Regions from separate parts of the Mus musculus genome. Here region 2 is linked to region 1. Evidence: chromatin contacts called from public HiChIP or PLAC-seq data. All regions are on one chromosome and are shown on one strand. Each heading gives the region's core, a stretch centred on a gene start, on an enhancer-like site or on the middle of the called end of the contact. The rest is flanking DNA. Distances are from core to core; before and after follow the strand shown. Region 1 overlaps Gm39456 (a long non-coding RNA gene). Region 2 holds the start of Ulk4 (unc-51-like kinase 4).

The links. HiChIP or PLAC-seq counts read pairs in DNA pulled down with a chosen protein or histone mark.
Region 2: an H3K4me3 HiChIP or PLAC-seq map of embryonic limb bud shows a contact between it and region 1, with 4 times the contacts expected there. The contact joins the promoter of Ulk4 here to the enhancer-like site in region 1. A contact is called at or near these places in 10 of 115 datasets of contacts at active chromatin or transcription factors (bone marrow-derived macrophages, embryonic basal ganglia, embryonic forebrain and 7 more) and 3 of 9 other capture datasets (embryonic stem cells, embryonic trunk and pancreatic islet).

Annotation. Positions count from the first base shown.
Region 1 is chr9:120,610,658-120,615,734 of GRCm38.p6, forward strand. Gm39456 (a long non-coding RNA gene) reads right to left here. Exons shown (of 3, transcript XR_871366.1): 3 at 1,003-1,809. It overlaps Gm34323 (a long non-coding RNA gene), which reads left to right. Exons shown (of 3, transcript XR_003948277.1): 3 at 72-214. Among named protein-coding and RNA genes, the nearest start is that of Gm39456, 7.2 kb to the right of the region's middle. Within about 2 kb of position 2,279, at least 1 of the 459 cell types and tissues checked has an H3K27ac peak or open chromatin away from gene starts, as enhancers often do. A contact at or near this core is called in embryonic limb bud, where this site is marked.
Region 2 is chr9:121,275,591-121,280,286 of GRCm38.p6, forward strand. Ulk4 (unc-51-like kinase 4) reads right to left here and starts at 1,582. Exons shown (of 37, transcript NM_177589.3): 1 at 1,470-1,582. It overlaps Gm34655 (a long non-coding RNA gene), which reads left to right and starts at 2,157. Exons shown (of 2, transcript XR_003948091.1): 1 at 2,157-2,376; 2 at 3,149-4,696.

The DNA.
Region 1 (5,077 bases), core at 1,029-3,528:
TGAGAGTTCAGTAAGGCAGCCAGCTACAAAATAAATGTGAAAAAAATCAATACCTTTCCTATGTCCAACAGTAACCGCTTAGAAGAAAAAATAATGGACAAGAAAGATCTCATTCGCAATAAAAATCGGAGATATTTATCACCCCAAGCAAACGTCTAGGAGGAGATGTGTGTGCTGTCTTCCCTCATCCGTCCAGGCATGGACTGGCTAGAGGTAAGCTCTCTCTCTCTCTCTCTCTCTCTCTCTCTCTCTCTCTCTCTCTCTCTCTCTTCCTCTCTCTCTGATCAGGGGTAAGAAGTATATTTGCCCTGACACAAACATTTAAAGCACTTTTGTGACTAGGGACCCCCAAAGATTTACACCATCCCCAAGTACTATTCAATCCCTGGGCTCAGGGTCTAACTTGGTTCAGGGCAAACCCAACAAGGATGGTAACAATGACTTAGGATGTTTGGGGCCATTTTCTGTCATTTAACCTACCAGGGTTTATACTTGGGGAGGCTCTGTGTGCCCTGAGAAGCCTGGGTGCTCTGCACTGTGTACCACTGATGTTCACTGACTCCCAAATGAAGACCTTGACAGAAGTCAGCAGCTGAGGGTGATGGGGTGGTGTTCCACTCTGACATCAGTGCTCCTCACTGTGGTGCCTCAGCAGCTGAGTTCAGGAGGCTCTGTGGTCACAGCATTCTGCATCTAGTCTGAGGGGTTTCCCTCTGTCCATTCTGTGGTTGATGGTGTCCTTTTGTGTCTGGAGCTGAGGGCTTTGAGTGCCTTTTGAAAGGTCTAAGGCAGTGGTTCTCGACCTTCCTAATGCCACGACCCTTTAACGTGGCTCCTCGTGTTGTGGTGATCGCAGCCATAAAATTATTCTGTTGCTACTTCAGTAATTTTGTTATGAATTATAATGCAAATATGTGTATTTTCCCATAGCCCTTAGGTAACCCCTGTGAGTTATTTGACAGCCCCCAAAGGGGTCATGACCTATAGGTTGAGAACTGCTGGTCTATGTGCAGTGTATGTGCACTGTATGTGTGTGCACTCAGGTGCAGACACACTTGGTCAGAAGTTGACTTTAAGTATCACTTAGTACTCTACCTTATTTTTGTTTTAAGATTTATTTTTGCTATTTTTTTAGAACTATGTGTATATGTGCTTGTATGCAAGTGAGTGAGGTTACCTGTGAAATTGAGACAAGGACATTGGGTCCTGGAGCCTGAGTTGGATGCGACTGTGATCTTCCTTAATGTGGGCACTGGAAAGAGAACTCAGGCCCTCTGCAACAACTGCGAGTGACTTTAGCAGTGGAGCCATCTTTTCCTTATGTTTTGCAGCAGGCTCTCTCAGAGCCTGGAGCTCACATTTCAGCTAGGCTGGCCAGTGAGCCCTGACATTCGCTTGTCTCCAGGGTGACCAGTGCTGGCATTGCAGACATGTTGTTATGCTTGGCTTTTGCTTGACAGTTGGGGATCCAAACCCAGGACCTCCTGCTTGCGTTTCCATTATTTTTACCCATGGAGCCATCTCTTCCTCTCTTAGAATATCCATGGGCTTTGAGCAGTCCTGATGGAGAAGTCTGATTCCTTCAGGGGAGGGAGCTATGTGTTCCTGGTTGTACACAGGCTGGAACCTGCTGTGGGAGGGCGAGGAGTCTCCTTTTCAGATGCTCAGAGGTAGGCTGGTTTCACATTAGAGTCCAGGGCACCTGACTCCGGGCTAAGCTGAGGAGGAGAGATGTTGGCAGGTTTTGATCCCAGAGGACATGGGTGCACCTCTCCTTTCAGCTGCTTCCTCTCATCCTAGACAGGAGCCCTGGGTGGAGAAGTGGAGAGAAACTGAACAAAGTATGGCGGGCGTCCCTTTAATTTCGGAAACAAGCCCGCAAGGGAGATGGCTTTCTATTTAGAGAAGAGGAGCCAGGCGTGTGACTTCAACCCAAACTGCTCAGTTTAAATCCCTTTCTCAATAGGAAATAAAGAAGAAAGGAAAGGAGATGGCTGGGGAGCCCGGGTGGCAATTATAGTTCTCGTGGAGAAAGAGCACAGCCCTTTGAGGTTATACCCAGCACCATGGACCCAGCTAGGCACTGCTCAGCTAATTAAAACCAGGACGATGGAGGTCAGAGTCAGGGCCTAAAGTGGGCTCAAGGGGCTGGTAAAAGGTAAAATTGGGAGTGAGTGCTGGGCTGTAGTCATTCTCTCTGGGTCTTCCCTATAACAGAATCTGGTGTGAGCCCTGTGTAGCCTATTGGCAGAGTGTGAGCTCTGTGCAGCCTGTGGGAGGAGTGTGAGCTCTGTGCAGCCTGTGGGTGAAGTGTGAGCCCTGTGCAGCCTGTGGGAGGAGTGTGAGCCCTGTGCAGCCTGTGGGCCATGTATAGCCAAGGATAGCTAGGAACATAGCTCAACACTGTCATAAACCTACTTAAAGCACTGTTAAGAGGTATTTATTTTTTGTGGGGATGGACTCAACTGCACAATGTTCCAGTGGAAACTGAATGGGTTACTATCATGGAGCAACATTAAAAAATTGGACAGGTGTGGGTGGCTTATGCTTTCCCAGAAATTGAACTTTTTTTTTTTTTAATACATGGTCTCATGTAGCTCAGGCTGGCTTTAACTTGCTTTGTAGCTAAGAATCATCTTTAATAGAATCTCTTGCCTCTTTGAATATTGAGTGTGGTAGTTAGTTTGTCTACTTGACACAATCTAGTCCCCTGAGAAGAGCCTCAATAAGGTACTATCTGGATCAGGTTGGCATGTGAGAGTGTGCGTGCGCCTGTGTGTGTGTGTGTGTGTGTATGTGTGTGTGTGTGTGTGTGTGTGTGTGTGTGTGTGTACGGCAGGGGAAATTGTCTCCATTGTGGGAAAGACACAGCCTCAGAGTGGATGGGCACACCATTTTCTGATTTAGGAGCCAGGGTTGTATAAGAATAGAGAAAGCGGGCTGAGCTCCATGTACACAGGCACCTACTTCTCTCTGCTCTTGACTAAGGTGGTGACAAGCAGCTTCAAGCCCTGCCACTGTGGTGTCCCTGAAGTGATGAATTGTGACCTCAGATTATGAGCTAAAATAAACCCCTTTCCCTTAAGTTTCTTCTTTTTGTCTGGTTATTTTATCACAGCAACAGAAACGAAACACAGGATGTGCCACCCGCTAGGCCCTTTTGCTTTGTTGATGATGTTGAACCCACAGAGCTCTTCCTGCCTCTGCTCCCTGCTTGCTGGGATTAAAATTATGCACCTATAACCAACTGTCTGTTCTGTTCTGTTGTTCTTTCTTTCTTTCCTTCTTTCTTTCTTTCTTTCTTTCTTTCTTTCTTTCTTTCTTTCTTTCTTTCTTTCTTTCTCTTTGTAGTCCAGTCTTTCCTGAAACTCATATGTAGTCCAGACTAGCCTCAAACTCACAGCCATCCTCCTGCTTCAGCTCCCCAAGTGCTGGGACTATAGTCATGAGTCACCATGTCTAGCTCACATACACTGCTGAAGGTAGTTTGTACATCTAATTTCCTTTAAAGAACACACCCGTCCTTAGAAGCAGGCCCTGCCCTCTCATCTTACGGACAAGGGGTGTGATTGGACGAGAACATGCTGCTGAGTCAGCGATTGCTTGGTTCTCACCCATAACTAGGCATCCTGGCCTGAAAGCCTCATCTTGTACCCACTGTGCATCATCTGCTTCTCACGGGGCTCACGGGGATGGCTGGCCTCTAGCTCAGCTCCAGGTTCAGTAAGAAACCCCCAATTGAAAGGTGTAAGGTGTGGTAGAGTGGGTATGCTGGCTGGCTTTATGTCACCTTAACACAAGCCAGTGTCACCTTTCAAAGGGGAACCTCAGTTGAGAAAATACCTCCGCTAGACTGGCCTGTGGTACATTTTCTTGATTGATGATTGATGAAGAGACTGGCTACCTCACTGTAGGCCATCAGTCCTCAACTTTCTTGATGTTAGAACCATTAATACCTTTATCTTGCGCGCGCCGGACTGGCCAGCAGTAACGACGCTGCAACAGGATCCTTCTGCACACGTTTATTGGGAGAGCTTGATTGTAGAGGCGAAGAGACCCCGAGCCCAGAACTGGTGCTGCTTATATAGGCCTAGGAGAGGCATGTCTCACACCCGGATTGGTTATGCACTATGCCTCATTTGCATGTTCCTCATCTGATTGGCTACTCTCTCTCTCTCTCTCTCTCTCTCTCTCTCTCTCTCTCTCTGTACCTCACAGAGCCTCATTATCATACCTCATTTGCATGTCTCACATCTGATTGGTTATACTCTCAAAGCCTCATTATCATGCCCGGGCCAGGCAGTGTCTTTGCAAAAAACTTTACTGCATACGTACACATTGGTTGTTTGTCCAAACTTATGCGTGGTGGCCAGCAGTAGTCAGTGCCACTCTGCAACGGCACATATGGCTTCCCACACCTTTAGTCATGTTTTGGTGACTTCTGACCTTAAAATTGTTTTCATTGCTACTTCACAATTTTAGTTTTGCTACTGGTCTGAATTGTAATGTGAATGTTTGTGTTTTCCAATGGTCTTACACGACCCCCGTGAAGGAGTCTCCAGCCACAGGTTGAGAACTGTTATTGTGGACTGATGCATTCCTGGGTTATATAAGAAAGCAGGCTGAGCAATCTATGGGGAGCAAGTCAGTAAGCAGCGCCCCTCCGTGTTCTCTGCATCAGCTCCTGCCTCCAGGTTCCTACTTCGCTTTAGTTCCACCCAGATTTCTTCTGTGATTGACCTGGAAGTGTAAGATAAAATAACTTCTTCATCCCTAAGTTAGTTTTGGTCATGGTGTTTTGTTACAGCAACAGAAACCCTAAGACAGCAGAACACCTGACATCTTCCTCTGACCACTAAGTGTGCACCAGTACATGTTCCTCCCTACGCGTGTGTGCATGTAACACATGCACGAATGTACTCACACATATACACACATGCATGTGCATGCATGCACATGCACACTAAGACCATGCAGAGTTAGGCTTGGGCTGGTCACTCCTCATAGATAGCATTGTCTACTAGCCGGGTGGTGGTGGCACACGCCTTTAATCCCAGCACTTGGGAGGCAGAGGCAG
Region 2 (4,696 bases), core at 332-2,831, 660 kb after region 1:
AGGAGGGAGGGAGGGAGGGAGGGAGGAGAAAGGAGGAAGTTCTGGTTTATAAACTGCACCTAGAAGTGGGCAAAGAGTCACAGATAGGCAGACAAAGGCCAGGCTCTTGTGTTTTACAGTAAACCATAGGACATCAACATGGAGCATTCTCAAAAGTCAAATAGAATCGCCTACATGTCCAGTCATGCTACTCCTGTGTTCACAGACACACACACACACACACACACACACACACACACATGCACATACATGCACATGAACATCCAAAGGCAGCTCAGGCAGCATACACAGGGATACTTGGCATCTCTCAGAGCGCCACTCAGCTGTCAGGAAGAGTGGAATTACATCATTTTCAGGAAGATGAATTGAGTCAAAGTCATTGCGGTGATGCTATGAGGTAAGCCAGAGCCAGGCAGACAAACACTACATTATCTCTCTCTGGCAAAATTGAGTGGGAATATACAAAATAGTATATAACCTAGATTTAAACATATATCATATATGAGGAACGGGAGTAAACAGAGGACTACAGGGAAGAAAAATGAGCCTAAAGGGAGGAGAGGCAGGAACAAAGGGTCACGGGAGGCAGTAACGACACAACACCATGTTTCCTCTCATGCAAAATCAAGACATAAAAGTAGGTCCTGTGAAGCCACAAGACAACTATGAGAGGATGAGAAAGAGGACAAGCAGGAGGGGGTAAGAAGAGCAGAGGAAGATAGTGAGGGGCAGACATAAGGAAAACACAAAGACAGACATATAGGAAAATGTCGTAGTGAAGCCCTGAAACTGTATGATAGCTTAAGATGTCATTGTTACAAAAGAACATGGGGCTGAGAAGACGGTTCACCTGGTTAAGTGTTTACTCTGCAAGCCTGAGGACTTGAGTTCAAATACTCAACACACACATAGAAACCCAGTAATCCCAGCTTTGAAGGGCCTACACGGGAGAACCCCAGGAGCTCACTGGCAGGCTAGTCTAGTCTCAACAACCAGCCTCGGGCAGGGGAAAAAGACCTTGTCTCTAGGCAAAAGGCAGACAGGCCAGAGGAAGACACTCAACACCCTTCTCTGCCTGCACACACAGGAGCATCCACCAGTACACTCACATGCATGCGCGCACACTCTCTCACATGTGCAAGAAACCTTGTCAAAACTATCAGTGGACAGAGAGATGGCTCAGCCATTAAGAATACATACTGCTCTTGCAGAGGATCTGAGTTCTGTTCCCAGCACCCACTCCGGGTGGCTCACAACTACCTGTAACTCCAGCTCGAGGAAATCCAACACCATCTTCTGGCTTCCGCAAACACTCAACATGTGCACACGCACGTAAATAAACTTTTTTTTTTTTTTTTTTAAATAAGACTTTAGATAAGTTGCTGTCCTGGGGGAAGTGGTCGCGCCTCTGAGGAGGATGAAGCGGGTCAGAGATGTAACCAGGAATGGAGCCGCAGCTGCCCACCCACCTGCACGATGGTGGGGGACCCGAGTTGCACGCGCTCTGCCTTGCCACGGCGAGGCCACAGCTTGGACAGAGGAAACCGAGGCACCCGAAGACCTGGCCAACTCCCCTGGACGCGTGGGTGAGCCCTCTGCGTCACCATGACAACCTGCGAGACGCGGGGGGGAAAAAGAGCGGGACTTTGATTGGCTGATCGCTACCCAGAAGAACCCGGAAGTGAGCGAGTTTGCGCGCCCATCCAGCGACACTAAGGACCCCACGCCACTTCGAACATGATCTCGCTGGCCTAAGGGGACACTGGAAACTGGAAAGAGACCGGAATCGTGGGCAGTTCTCAGGTTTGCCCGGCGAGCATCCCTCGGTATTTGAAAGCCGCCATCCCATCTCCATGGCAACACAAGGACGGCCGGAAAAGACCCGGATGCTGCCTGGTTGAGCGCTTCCGGCGCTGTGGGCTGGGGCCGGAAATGAGAATCTTTGAGTACACCTAAGTGGCCTTGGGCACTCTAAAGCCAGTGCATCCTTTCTAGAAAGAGGTGGGAGAGATGGCGAGACTCACACAGCCCCACTGCAGGCCCTGCTTGGCGTTTACACGCCCCCTCGTCTCCATGACAGCAATAGGACGCCGGCGATGCAGGGCGCTGATTGGCTGAGATTAGGAGGCATGGACCGGAAGTGGCCGGAGATTGGCGTGGCTAGAGCCAGTCCCCTCCCCATCTGCGCGCCGATGCCTCTGAGCCTCCTCAGGAAACTTCTCGGTCTGGAGCCCGTTGGTCACTGCAGGCTCAGCGGACCGAGGTTAGGACGGATCGGCCTCTCTAGTCAGAGCGTGCAGTGGTGATCAGATCCCACCGGGAAGGCAGCATAATCGCGTGGTCCCAGCCTTCAAGCTGCCTGCGCCGCACATCTTGGTGGGTGGGACTTAAAGTCTTTCACGTCTGCCTGGTCCCAGAGCGTCACAGCTTTAGCTGTTTTGCTGTGTTTCCTTCTTAAACAGGGTTTCACGCTGTAGCCCAGGTTGGCCTCCAACTGGAGTCCTCCAACTTCCATTCTGATGTGAGAGCAGGCTGACAGTATCTATGGAAGGAAGAAAGCCCAACTCAGTTGACCAGAATCGGGCTAGAGATGGGGCTAAAGTTCCTTTTCTAGGTGGGGTGTGGCGGTGGGGAGATAGGACCCTACGTTTCTTGTTTTGTTTTGTTTTTTCGAGACAGCGTTTCTCTGTGTAGCCATGGCTGTCCTGGAACTCACTTTGTAGACCAGCCTGGCCTCGAACTCAGAAATCCGCCTGCCTCTGCCTCCCAAGTGCTGGGATTAAAGGCGTGCGCCACCACTGCCCGGCGGACCCCAAGTTTCTAAGGATAAACCAAGGTATAATTCCACCACAGCTCATGCGAGGGAACCAATGAATTTGTTAGGCTTACATACAGAGCCCGGATGAGGGCTTACAGACAGAAGCACTGCAAACCCAAAGCACTGGAAAAGTCTTCACCCAGTGTGGAAGATGGCTTCCCCATAGCCACAGGGGTGGCCCTCCCCTCCCACCCTCGCTTCTTCAGCCTGACTATCTAGGACCTCTCCAATACTCCCTGCTCCACAAGTAATTAGGAGAAAATATAAATGGCTGGGAGGAGCGGTCGGAAACCCAAGTAAAGATCCAAAGACCCTCCTGTCCTCTCCTAGGACGGAATGCCAATAGTCAACTGGACCTGCTGTGACGATCCTTGGCCTGCAACTCAGCAGTTGGAGATGGCATTTGTCTGACTTAGAAGGCCGTTGTGTTTGTGAGAGCATGTGAGTAAATGCCAGATGTGAGCCTTGGGTGTTGTCCTCTAGAGCTGTTCCTTGGTTTTATTTTTGACACAAGGTCTCTCACTGGCACCTGGGAATGGCTGGTTAAGGCAGGCTGACTGACCTCCAAGTCCCAGGGATCCACTGGTCCCCACCATCCCAGCCCTAGAGTAATGAGCATGCACCATCACACTTAGGTTTTAGGTGGTTGCTAGGGCTTGAACTCAGGTCCTCAAGCCCCTGTGGTGAGCACCTTACCAGCTGAGCCACCTAATCTAAGGAACACTATATTGCACATCAGACTTGGCAAGCATCTCTGTTTCTGTTTTTGTGTCTGAGGATAAATTCCTTCATGGTAGGTGACATCGACATTTTACCTCATTTCTGTGTTACAGAGTAGGATAAAAAGTGTCCCCATAGACTCATGGTGAAGGCTTTCTCTGCAGCTGGTGATCCTCCTCGATTTAACCACGTGTACCAGGACAGTTGTTCTAGCTTTGAGAAGTAGTTATGAAAGTGGGGACTGGCTGAGGTAAGTGGGTCTTTGGAGGCAGGCCTGTGAGGTATCTTGTCTTGTGTACTTTCTCAGCTTTCTGGCTCCCGTGAAATGAACAGCCCTGTCCCACCAGACCCTCCTGCCACGTTCTACCGATCCACCTGGCTGGGAGCCAGAAACAGTGGGTCCACAGACTGAAACTGTGCATCATGATCAATCAGTCTCTCTCTCTCTCTCTCTCTCTCTCTCTCTCTCTCTCTCTCTCTCTCTCTCTCTCTCGATTGATTTTGTGTATGAGTGTTCTGCCTGCATGTACACCTGCATGCCAGAAGAGGGCATCACATCCTTTTATAGATGGTTGTGATTGCTGAGAATTGAACTCAGGACCTATGGAAAACCAGCCAGTGCTCTCAACTGCTGAGCCATCTCTCCATCCCTGAATTTCTCCCTTTAAATTATTTCTCTCGTCGGGCGTGGTGGCGCACGCCTTTAATTCCAGCACTCGGGAGGCAGAGGCAGGCGGATTTCTGAGTTCGAGGCCAGCCTGGTCTACAAAGAGAGTTCCAGGACAGCCAGAGCTCTAAAGAGAAACCCTGTCTTGAAAAACCAAAAAACAAAACAAAACAAAACAAAAAAAACAAAAAAAAATTATTTCTCTCATGTATCTGTCACAGTGGTAATAAAAACGAACATACCTTATTTTTTAAATTCTTTTCAAGCTTATGGGTATCTTCTTACATAGTAGATTTGTATCTTTCTACTTATTATTGTTTCCTTCCTATATTGAATTACTTAATCCACCTAGGATTTAGTTTGGCAAACACAGGGAGTTAGAATGTAACTTTATTACTTCTAAGAATAATTAGGCAATTATACTAGCAGTAAGATTCTACCTCTCTCCCTCATTACAGCTCTAAATTTTAATATATGCATTAAAGTCTATT